Linked DNA regions of Zea mays: region 1 is linked to region 2. Evidence: chromatin contacts called from public Hi-C data. All regions are on one chromosome and are shown on one strand. The core of a region is the stretch at or near the end of the contact, and the rest is flanking DNA. Distances in the headings are between cores, read along the strand shown. Region 1 holds the start of LOC100280362. Region 2 has its middle 3.2 kb from the start of LOC103646505.

Evidence for each region. Hi-C and Micro-C count contacts between places; a contact is called where the count stands out from the background.
Region 1: a contact with region 2 is called in a Hi-C map of leaf, with 4 times the contacts expected there. The contact joins the promoter of LOC100280362 here to the enhancer-like site in region 2. A contact is called at or near these places in 3 of 25 Hi-C or Micro-C datasets (bundle sheath, ear and leaf).

The regions. Positions count from the first base shown.
Region 1 is chr2:59,677,173-59,682,573 of Zm-B73-REFERENCE-NAM-5.0, reverse strand. LOC100280362 reads left to right here and starts at 1,301. Exons shown (of 5, transcript NM_001357850.1): 1 at 1,301-1,567; 2 at 2,973-3,229; 3 at 3,330-3,541; 4 at 3,608-3,869; 5 at 3,983-4,510. The coding sequence starts at 1,510. The coding sequence ends at 4,339. It also overlaps the pseudogene LOC103648676.
Region 2 is chr2:59,592,884-59,598,041 of Zm-B73-REFERENCE-NAM-5.0, reverse strand. No RefSeq gene overlaps it. Among protein-coding and RNA genes, the nearest start is that of LOC103646505, 3.2 kb to the left of the region's middle. Within about 2 kb of position 2,056, at least 3 of the 20 cell types and tissues checked have an H3K27ac peak or open chromatin away from gene starts, as enhancers often do. A contact at or near this core is called in leaf, where this site is marked.

The DNA.
Region 1 (5,401 bases), core at 52-2,551, 85 kb before region 2:
TAATAATATTTATATGTATCTTAAATATTAATATTTTTAATATATATTTAGTATTTTAAGACGGAAGAGTACCATCATCAGGGGCGGACGAAAAGGAGGGGACAAAGTGTGTTATGACCTCTCTCAATTTCTTATAACCTCTTATACCTAATGGTTATCTATTGTTAAGTATAGAAAAAGAATAAAGTTTTGAGAAACCTAAAATAGTCTTGTCTTGGATCTCCTTGTCGGATTAATGTAGTTCTTCCAACTCCTGTCCTCCTCCTCGACTGTGTCTTCATGTGTATCCGACCGGTCCCGTTATTTTCGATGCCGCTCGAACCATTCTGATGCCCCGTTTCGCAGCTCCTTCGTAACATGTGGCATCGCTTGACCTCGACCTCGCCCCTCCCTACTCGTTGTCGTCGTGACGTCAGTCTGCACGGTAGGCCCGATCTCGCTCGTTGCGATGATGAGACCTGACCCTGATGACCGGCGAGCTTGACGAACCAACGAGTCCTAACTCCCAGTCGGAGACGTCGTCTGACCTCGTCCATCATGTCTCAACGCCCTCGCCCTTTTAGGAGATGACCATTCGACAAGGTATATTGGCTTCGATTCTCCATCTTTTTTTAGATACAACTTTGCTAGGAGATGTTGGCTACTCTTAGGCATCCGTCGGCCACGAACAACTGATCTAATCCATACCCTCCTGAGGATTAGAATGAGATGGCACGTTCCATAGAGACTCGAAAGCATCATCATTATGACTTGGTGTATTTGGAAAAGCAGAAACAACTGGATTTTCAACGAGACTCCACCCACAACCAATGAGTATAAGGAAATGTTTAAAAAAGAAATGCGCCTGGTGTTCCATCGAGTTAAGCCTGCTATGAAGGAAAAAATTAGTAATTGGATGCAGAACTTTGTACTTCTTTTTCTGTAATCTGCACTCTTTGACTTACAAATAATAAAATATTGTAGGCCCTATCTACAGTAACTTCACTTAAAAAAAATATTGGCTTCGATTCGGTTAGTAAGAACTCAACGGTATATTTGCTTATTTTGTTTATATAGTTTTATTTTCAAACTTATGCCATAATATTGATATAAAACTTGAATTATGTGCACATTAGTTTTTTTTGTCAAACGGGTTTCTTGGTTCCATGGATTCGCGTCATGCATCCGTCGTCACTGGTTATCTTCACCTTATATCTTAGTATTTTTCTTTGGATCTGCGGACCCAGGTGACCCGTGCTGGAGTAGTTGACTGGCATATCAACAAAACAGTGAAAACACTGATCCCAACAGTCACCAGTGGCCGGCAGAAAGCAGAAGTTTTAAAGACACCGGGGCCTGCGTCTGCGTCTGCTTGGCCCCCCCCGGTAACAGCAGTTATCATCCCCATCTCCCGCCGTCCCGCGTGCTGATACTTGCTTGCATTGCCTGCCGTTTCCCCCGAGCCAACGACGACGTTCGACGGCCGTAGCCAAGAAGGTATCTCGCCCAAACAAAGGCCGTCAAGCCACCATGGCCGTGTCCGGCGAGAAGCCGCCACCGCCACCGCCACCGGCCACGGCGTCCGGCGGTATATACTCTCTCTCTCTCATCCGCCTCTTGATTCATGCGGCCCTTGTGATGTGTGTGATCTTGTTACTTGGCCGGCTGTGGTTCTTTTTGTGTCTCTTGATTCATGCGGGTAGGATTAATCTTTGTTTAATCCGCAAAAAAGGCCTTGATTATTCGATACTATCTATCTGTAATCCGCAAAAAGGCGATGAACTTTCCATGTTCTCGGTAGTGACTGTTCTGTATCGATTCTGCTGTCTCATCAACTAGTCGTCGGTCGCAAGGACTCGATCGCACGTCCATTTCGACGGTAGCTACAACAAGCATTTCCTGCAGAATAATATCTCGGTTTTATTTCTAGAAGGACGGTCGTTGTAGTTTATTTAAAGGGAAAAAAAGATCAGTTGTAGTAGATATGCGCTCTAGAGTCCAGAATGGCTTAAAGGACGATGGTTACGGATGGAAACCTTTTCCTCTCATCGCGTGCCGATAGCGAAACGGAAGCTTTTGTCAGTCCAGGGAGGGGAAAAAATTTCAAGGTGTTGAGCAGCCCCTTCGTTGGATATAGCAGAGCAGGCGACGTGCAAGACAATTAAAGCAATGCCTACGAGAGCGGACCCTGATATTTTTGTATGTGTGATTGTGATACGTGTCTGGCTTTAGGCTTTGGACCGAGAAATAGCTCGCTTTTCCACAGGGGGGAAATAAGGTGCCCCTTGGAAATGACAGTCGGTATTGGGTTCAGAACCAGGCTTTGAGATTACAATAGAGAAACTGGCAGCTTGAGCTGACGTAGCGTTTTATCAGAAGTCGTCAATATCGCCTGCTACGTATATCTTATAGTTTAATTGTTACTTGGGACATCGGTCTCTAGCTTGTCTGGACAACTGGTTCTCCTCCTCCTGATCGGATTTGATTTTTTTTACGAGCCGTCAAATGCATGGTTTGCTATAGGATATTCATATTTCAGAGACGTCTATCGCTTCTTAGCCTACCACCGCAACTCTGCTGTGGACCACCATTATTATTGGTTCTCCTCATCGGGCTTCGGGGTTCACAAGTCTGCATATTCTTCTCTAGTTTTTTCTTTGCTAGCTTTCAGGCTGTTTTCAATGCTACTTCAGACAGAGACGTCAATTTTTGTCTGACGCCTATTGAGGACCGCGGGTATAGTAGGGTTTTCAGATCCAGAGCACTAAACCAACTACTACCCGGCCGCCGCCGCCGCCGGTACATGTAAAAAAAGGCTTCGACCTGCGAGATGAACGCAACGGAGAGCATTCAACAAACCAAAACCGCATAACCAAAATGTTCAGACTAGCGCGTGGTAGTAGTAGTACTTGCAGTCATGTCATGCAGTTTGCCACGCCGCCGCGTGCACGCAGTTTGCCACGCTAGCTAATCTGTTCTCATTCCGCTCGCAGGAACGGCAAGGAAGCTCATCCTAGCGCTGCTTACATGTCTGTCGTCGGCGCTGCTGTACAGGCAGATTCAGCCGCTACCGCCCAAGATCCCCGGCACGCCGGGCGGCCCGCCGGTGACGGCGACCAGGACGAGGCTCAGCGACGGCAGGTACCTGGCCTATCTGGAAACCGGCGTCCCGAGGGAGAAGGCCAAGCACAGGCTCGTCTTTGTCCATGGGTTCGACTCCTGCAGACACGACGCGCTTCCGATCTCCACGGCACGCGCTTTGTTTTTACCTTTAGCTACTGTTTTTTGTGTTTCTGTGTGATAGATATTGGATGTGTTTCGCTGAATTGGTGAAACTGGTGTGGGTGCAGGAGCTTGCGCAAGAGCTGGGCGTTTACATGTTGTCCTTCGATCGCCCCGGGTACGCCGAGAGCGACCCGCACCCGGCCAGGACCGAGGAGAGCATCGCCCTCGACATCGCCGAGCTCGCCGACAACCTGCAGCTGGGTCGCAAGTTCTACCTTGCTGGCTTCTCCATGGGCGGCGAGATCATGTGGAGCTGCCTCAAGTACATCCCACACAGGTAGCACCAACCTGGACAACCAAATCAGCAACAGCAGCAAGCCTGAACATTGGTCTTGCCGCGCAGGCTCTCCGGCGTGGCCATTCTCGGCCCCGTAGGCAACTACTGGTGGCCCGGCTTGCCGTCGAACGTGTCGCGGGACGCCTGGTACCAGCAGCTCCCTCGGGACCAGTGGGCGGTCTGGGTCGCGCATCACCTGCCGTGGCTCACCTACTGGTGGAACACCCAGAAGCTCTTCCCGGCCTCCAGCGTCATCGCCTACAACCCTGCCCTCCTGTCCCAAGAGGACGAGATGCTCATGGCCAAGTTTGGCTATAGAGCCTACATGGTACAACGTCGTCGATCTCGCGCATTGCCGGCATGAAATTCTTGTGCGCCGCAAGCTTGTTCACGGGGGTTTTTTTTTTCTTTTCGCCGCGCGATGTGTGGTTTTGCTTGCAGCCGCAGATCAGGCAACAGGGGGAGCACGAGTGCCTGCACCGGGACATGATGGTCGGGTTCGGCAAGTGGAGCTGGAGCCCGCTGCAGCTGGAGAACCCGTTCGCCGACGCCGACGCCGACGATGGCCAGGGGGCGGGGAAGGTGCACCTGTGGCACGGCGCCGAGGACCTCATCGTGCCGGTCAGCCTGTCCAGGTACATCAGCCAGAAGCTGCCGTGGGTCGTCTACCACGAGCTCCCCAAGTCGGGACATCTCTTCCCGATCGCCGAGGGGATGGCTGACATCATTGTCAAGTCCCTGCTGCTCGGAGACGATCATCTGTCGTCGTCGGCCTCACAGCCTCCTCATTCTCCATGAATCCAGGTCGTCACGTGTAGTCCGTTCGCATTTCGTTGCCCGTCTCTCACTGTTTCTGTAAAGGGACCGATGCTGCAGGATTCTCTAGCGTTGTAGCTAGGATGCTCTGTTTTTTTAAATAATGGAACTAAGTTTTAGCCTATATATATATATCATCTGAGAATGTTACATAATGTTGGTCATTTGTTTTGATTCCTAGAGATCACTAAAACAGAAAAACACAATTAAGGAAAAAGACCTTCATTCCCACATTCTATTAGATGAATAGACAGGGAGAAGAAAAGGTAGACATAATGAAAATTTTCCATGTAATAAAACGAAGTAAGAGCGTAAGAAGATAATTTTGGCCTTGTCTCTTTATTATCTCTTCTAAGTGATAAACAATACAAGGATACATTCGAGGGTTAAGGTAAGAGCACGAAGGTACAACTTCGGAGGTAGCGATTCCGGTTTCTCACGTCTTTTCCTCTAGAAATACAAAAAGTATCCCTCTCCATGGGATGGTAGCTCAATTTATAATGGAGAGTCGTAGTACAATTCTATATAAAATTACAAATATGTCCTCAGGCCTTATACACTGAAACCACATAATCCTCCAGGGGTGTCGTCTTTTCATTCGCGGACATGTTTAATAAGGTGTCGAGCTTCTCTCCTTCGTCTTCATTGGCTTATTAACACACATCCGGACCAGAGTCGAAGCTTCCTAGCTTTGCTTCTATGGGTACACTGTTTAATTGGACACTTTCGTACGAAGGTTAGTTTCATCACTGCTTCGAAGGTCCCGAAACAAACTTAAAAACCATCCAGATATGTATATATTATTGTTTTGAGGAGCTTCGGTAGGAGATGACCCCGACAGTAGCCTCTTGCGGTATTAGTTCGTTCTTCATAACGAGTTTAGACCGCATAATAAACAGAGACCTCGTGCCGAAGATCTGAAAAACACCTTCCCGGAGCTCGTTACCGAAAACGAATTCTTAAAAATACGCTTTCACAAATGTCTGGCTTAGGGGGTCACTTTGCAGTGGATGACTGCATGTGAATCCTCAGATTTTGTGCCCT
Region 2 (5,158 bases), core at 807-3,306:
TTCAGTGTCAGTCCTATTACTTGCAGAAAGTACTGGATACTAAAAAGGAGAAACAAAAATATGTGATGACATGGAAGACATTATTACTATAAAATACAAAGAGTAAGATCAGCTCACATTTTTAAGCAAAATTAGTAACTTGGAGTACACCACTGACAATTTAATAGATCAAGCTCTGATATTGGTTTGTATAAGTTATACAGTAGATGGAGGCAAAAGTTGTATATGCACTTAGCATATTGCCTAGCTAAACACAATCTAGGAGACACCATGTATTAAAGCAAAAACGAATCACAAAGGCGGGTAGAAGGAGAATATGCAAACCTATTTTGCAAGGTTGCAGTGTGTATCTTTTCCATTGCCTTCATGGTTTATACAATACATGCACAAACTAAAGGCAAGTAGTTACCTTCATGGTAGAATTTAGTTTGAAGCTCTCCTCCCTTTGTTTCCAGTTTTGGTGTCCTCCAAACAGCAGTGGAGGAGAATACATGCACACAAAAAAGGTAAGGCAATGAAGGCTTAACTGTTGCCATGGAAAAAGCAACTAATAAATACAGAATTATCTTCACAGGATATTTCCTCGCATTGGCAATCAACAACAACTCCACCAAACCCTTGTCAAGCCCATACGAAAGCAAGTATTCTGTCTACAATTGAATACTGTAAGTATATCAACATTCATCAAAGTGATTGTATCTGTTTAGGGTCGAAAGAGGTTGCCACAAAATAAAACATCACTGTAGGAAAAAACAGGATAATTGTACCATGACAAGAGCAAGAATGGGCAGTAAAACCCACCAGTCCCCACCGCCCGTCTGTACTCATCGCTTTGATCCAGTGCTAGAAAGCCAGCTTGAGGGCCTTGTCGTCTCTGGATAACCCCTAGCCCACCTATTACAAGATAGCGGCATGAGCAGTAGAGGCTTAAAAAGTATAAAACAAATTGGTTTCTAATGAACAGGAGGGGCTTTTCTCTGGTAGTTGTAGCAGTTAGGATCGACACATTTTTTATTTGAGATTCCCATCGCAACTGCAAAAGTCAATGTACCTAGGAATACATCTACCATCTAGAGCAGCTTATGCAGATGTTGTAGTTTCAGCATCAGAAAACTGAACTAATGCCTACAACAAGATTAAAAAAGCATAACCTTTAATAAAAGCATGAGCCTGGGCAAAGAAAAAATAGAGAAATCATGACAGTGTTATCAATAAAATACATTACTGCTATGGATGACAAATGAGATATGTGATAGAATAAGTAAAACCATCTCCTGATAACCAGATGCTTTCTCAAATGTAGCAAATGGAGGGAGATGCTTATCAAACCTGAATGTCTCTTACACTTTAAGCTCTCCTCACCCCAAACGTTGCCTCAAAGTCCACCCCTTGGAAGTCTAGAAAGTTTGGCCTGACAGGTCCATTCATCCAATCTGCTGAGTTGAGACATCTATAGAAGCCTGGGCACGATAGGCTGTCGTCACGCTTGGAGCCAAATTGTGGAAAACTCCGCTACCTCCCCAAAACAATCAATACTTTCTTATGCATTCAAGAAAAATATATTTATTACTCACCATTATGCAATCTCCATTTTCTGTCCAAGATTCATTCACATCTGTAGGATTAGCTTCCGAGAACTCTTAAAAAGGTCGTAAACTCCTGAAATAAAAGCAACATTAGCATAGTTTACATTCATCGGATTGTACTGACAAAGAAAGGGCACCTTCATATTTCCAAGAACATTCTGAGTCTTTGGATCATCATAGAGCGGTGTGACGTTACCAAATATTTTGCAGCTTCATAATCCAAATGGAAGGAAATAACATATGACGAAACGATGAAAGGGTAAGGAACAAATGGACGGAAAAATAAATCATAGAAATTTATGGAAAAGCACTCCTAAAATCAACTGAGAGCACGCACTAATCTCAGCTATTGGCGCTTCCACACCGTGCTGGCTAGGCGTGTGGCCGAGCTAGCCGCGTCTGTGTGGGGCAGAGCTAGGCACGTGGCTGGGCGCGCTGCCACGCCGCGTCCGCGTGAACCCTCACCACGCCGCCGTCGACGATCGCCCAGAAAATTTGCAACCTTCAGTTCGGACCTCACGGCAGCCATCGGATCTGCCCGCAAACGCCGCCTTCCTCTGCCACCGCCCTGGTTGGGAGTTCAGTGTACTAATATAAAGACAGCATGGAATCGAACAATAGAGTAGAACATGGTACGGTTCACATCTATCGCCTTCATCTGAAACTAAAATACTAAAGCTAACTGAAGAAACAAAATGCTACTGTTAGTGAACAGACATGTTACTTCTAACAATAAGCAAGGAAAATTATTCAGTATACTACTGGTGGCAGGAATTAGGAAATTCAGATGTTACATTTATCTACCTTGTTGGGAGTTCACTATACTAATATCAACTATAACAAATTTAGTAGGTCAGTAAAATTGCAAACAAATATCTTGTTAGCCTCATGTTTTTAGCCCTAAACCAGTGTAGTAGTGCTTATGAGCTGCCATGTGCAAACCGATAAAAAGGAGTTGTTTTGCAGACACTAAGAAGATCAACAGGCACAAAGTATTTGTGCGACAAAATAAATTGTGTCAAGTCTTTTACTTTGTGGCAGCAATCGTATTGGTTCCTCCACTTGGGTTCCTTTGCTGTTCTGCACACTGATTAAGCAGACCACAAATTAAGCACAACGTGAGGCCGCCGAACGGGAGTCAGCGGATCCGGCCCCGAACGTTCGCCTCAGGTCATTGCGCCTGTGCCTGCTCGATGGCCTTCTCCAGTGAGTGCAGGGACACCTGGTACATATAAATAATAATTATAAGTTGTTGTAATAAAAGGATCATATCCTCATGGCGTCTGAAACATTTTTTCTACCTTTTTAGCAACAATAAAACAAGAAAGACACACCTCTCAGTAACATTTTCGTCGGGCTTAGCGGTACCAGAAGCTTCAACAACATCACTGGTGCTTCCACCAGATGGGGCTTGAAAGGTGCAGGACCATATGCTCCTTCAGCTCCAGAACGCTCCCAAGGATTTGGTGGTGAATCTGCAAATCACATTTACAATACAGGTTAATAACATCAGAATCCAATGCTATTAGTAAATCAAGGATTATGTCAAGAACAATTCCAATGAATAACTAACGAGCACAGTTGCTGTACTGCCTACTCCAAACAGAACTGTGGATAACAAGCTTACAGACATTGATTCAGCATCAAAGCATGCACGCACAGGGGCTAAAATATTCTTGACCATCATGCAAGGGATTGCCTTAGAACTACATTTTCAAAAAAAATCCTGAATAGAATCCTGCTCGCAGCTACCATCATGTTGAATACAACTACTATATGAAATATATGTGTACCTTGCCTTGCACCCGAGTTACCAATAGAAGAAGTTGCCGAGGAGACTGTGCTCGCCGGCGATGTCCAAGAAGTTGAGAACCGGAAAGCAGAATAAAGTGTGTGGTAGGAACAGGTGTACGTAATCGGCTTCAGAGCTCTGAAATCAAGAACCAGAAAGCAAGTGAATGAGACATGTTTTATATAGAATCATGTATACTATGAGTTCCAATTAAAATTTAGTGCTCTTATAACTTTGAAATGTAATCCCTAACAGTGTGGTGTCATGTTAAATGGTTTTCAACTGAAGTAGTAAAATAATTTGTAAACAAGCACAATGCCAGTAAGGAGCTTCAACCACATTATACTATACAATGAATTGTAATACCGAACAGTTTGGTGTCATGTTAAATGGTTTTCAACTGAAGCAGTAAAATAATTTGTAAATTGCACCCTAAACCCTAAACAGTGATACCATGTTGATTGCAACAGAAACAAAATAAGTTAAATCTGAGACGTTCAAGCAAAAATATATTACACATAACCTGATTCACTATAATAACATCTGGAAGCAAAAATTTACATTACTAACATCCGAAAGAATACATGTGGTGGTCTATTTTCACTATTGTCTCTGTCTTCACTACTAAACAAGGCTAAATGGAAAGCATCACCGCCTGGTGATTCAAGACCTTGAGAACAATAGAAACAACAGTATCAAGAACAGAGTTGATGCACCTTAGTGATGTTCGATATTTCTGCACATCCAAGGAGGATGGGAGGAAGGGCGAGGAGAGATTGGCAGCATCGGGGAAGGAGATGAGGATGTTGGAGAAGCCCCTAGTGGGTGCTCATCGTCGGCGAAGGGCTTATACATGTAGATCTAGGAGGCAAATCAATGCACTCATGTGGTACAGATCGTAGTCCTATGAGTGGTACAGATCGTAGTCATATGAACCTATACATGTAGATCTAGGAGGCAAATCAATGCACTCATGTGGGGGATTAGGGAAGATCTTGCACAACCTATAGCTCTGTGTACATATCCTAGTTGAGGGGCTCAGATCCATACCTGGACGCATCATTTGAATCACGCGTAGAGAACTTGGTGGCTGGATCTTTTCCTTCTCCGACGATGGAACTGCTCCACTACGAGATGGAGTGGGGGCAGGGTGAGGTCTACCACCACTGCGGCCACTAATGGTGCCCGTGCAGGAGCATCGCACGCCTGTAGGCGATGCCGACCATGTCCTCCTCCTCCCCCTACCATGCGATGCGACAGCGGGCGACGGAGGGGTCGAGGGCGCGAGTCGGACGGCTCCTCCCCTTCCACGCAATGCGACGGCTGAGGGGTCGAGGGCGCGAGTCGAGCGACTCCTCCCCCTTCCACGCGATGCGACGGCGGAGGGGTCGTTAGGCGACGTCGAGAACAAGGCGAGGGGCAACGCCGAGGACGCCGAGGTCAGGGCGTGGAGGGAGGCAGCGCGCGGTGTCTCCTTCGGTGGGGGAGGGGGTGGACGCGGCGGTGGGATGGGTGGGGAGCAGATGGCGATGCGCGGCGTGGGGGATTGGGCGTCGCGGCCTCGTGGGGGGCAGGGGTAGGCGGGGGCATACCTCGTAGTGGCAGAACCGTGCACCGAGCTGTTGTGGACGCCTACACTGTGTGCTTAATTAGTAGTAGAGATTAAGTGTTGAAGACTTATAAAATTCTATCCCAGTGCCAAGTCAATAATAAGTGAAGTCCAAATTCTACCAAATACAAGTGCTTTATTCAAGTTGGTTAAATTATGAATGGATTGCAA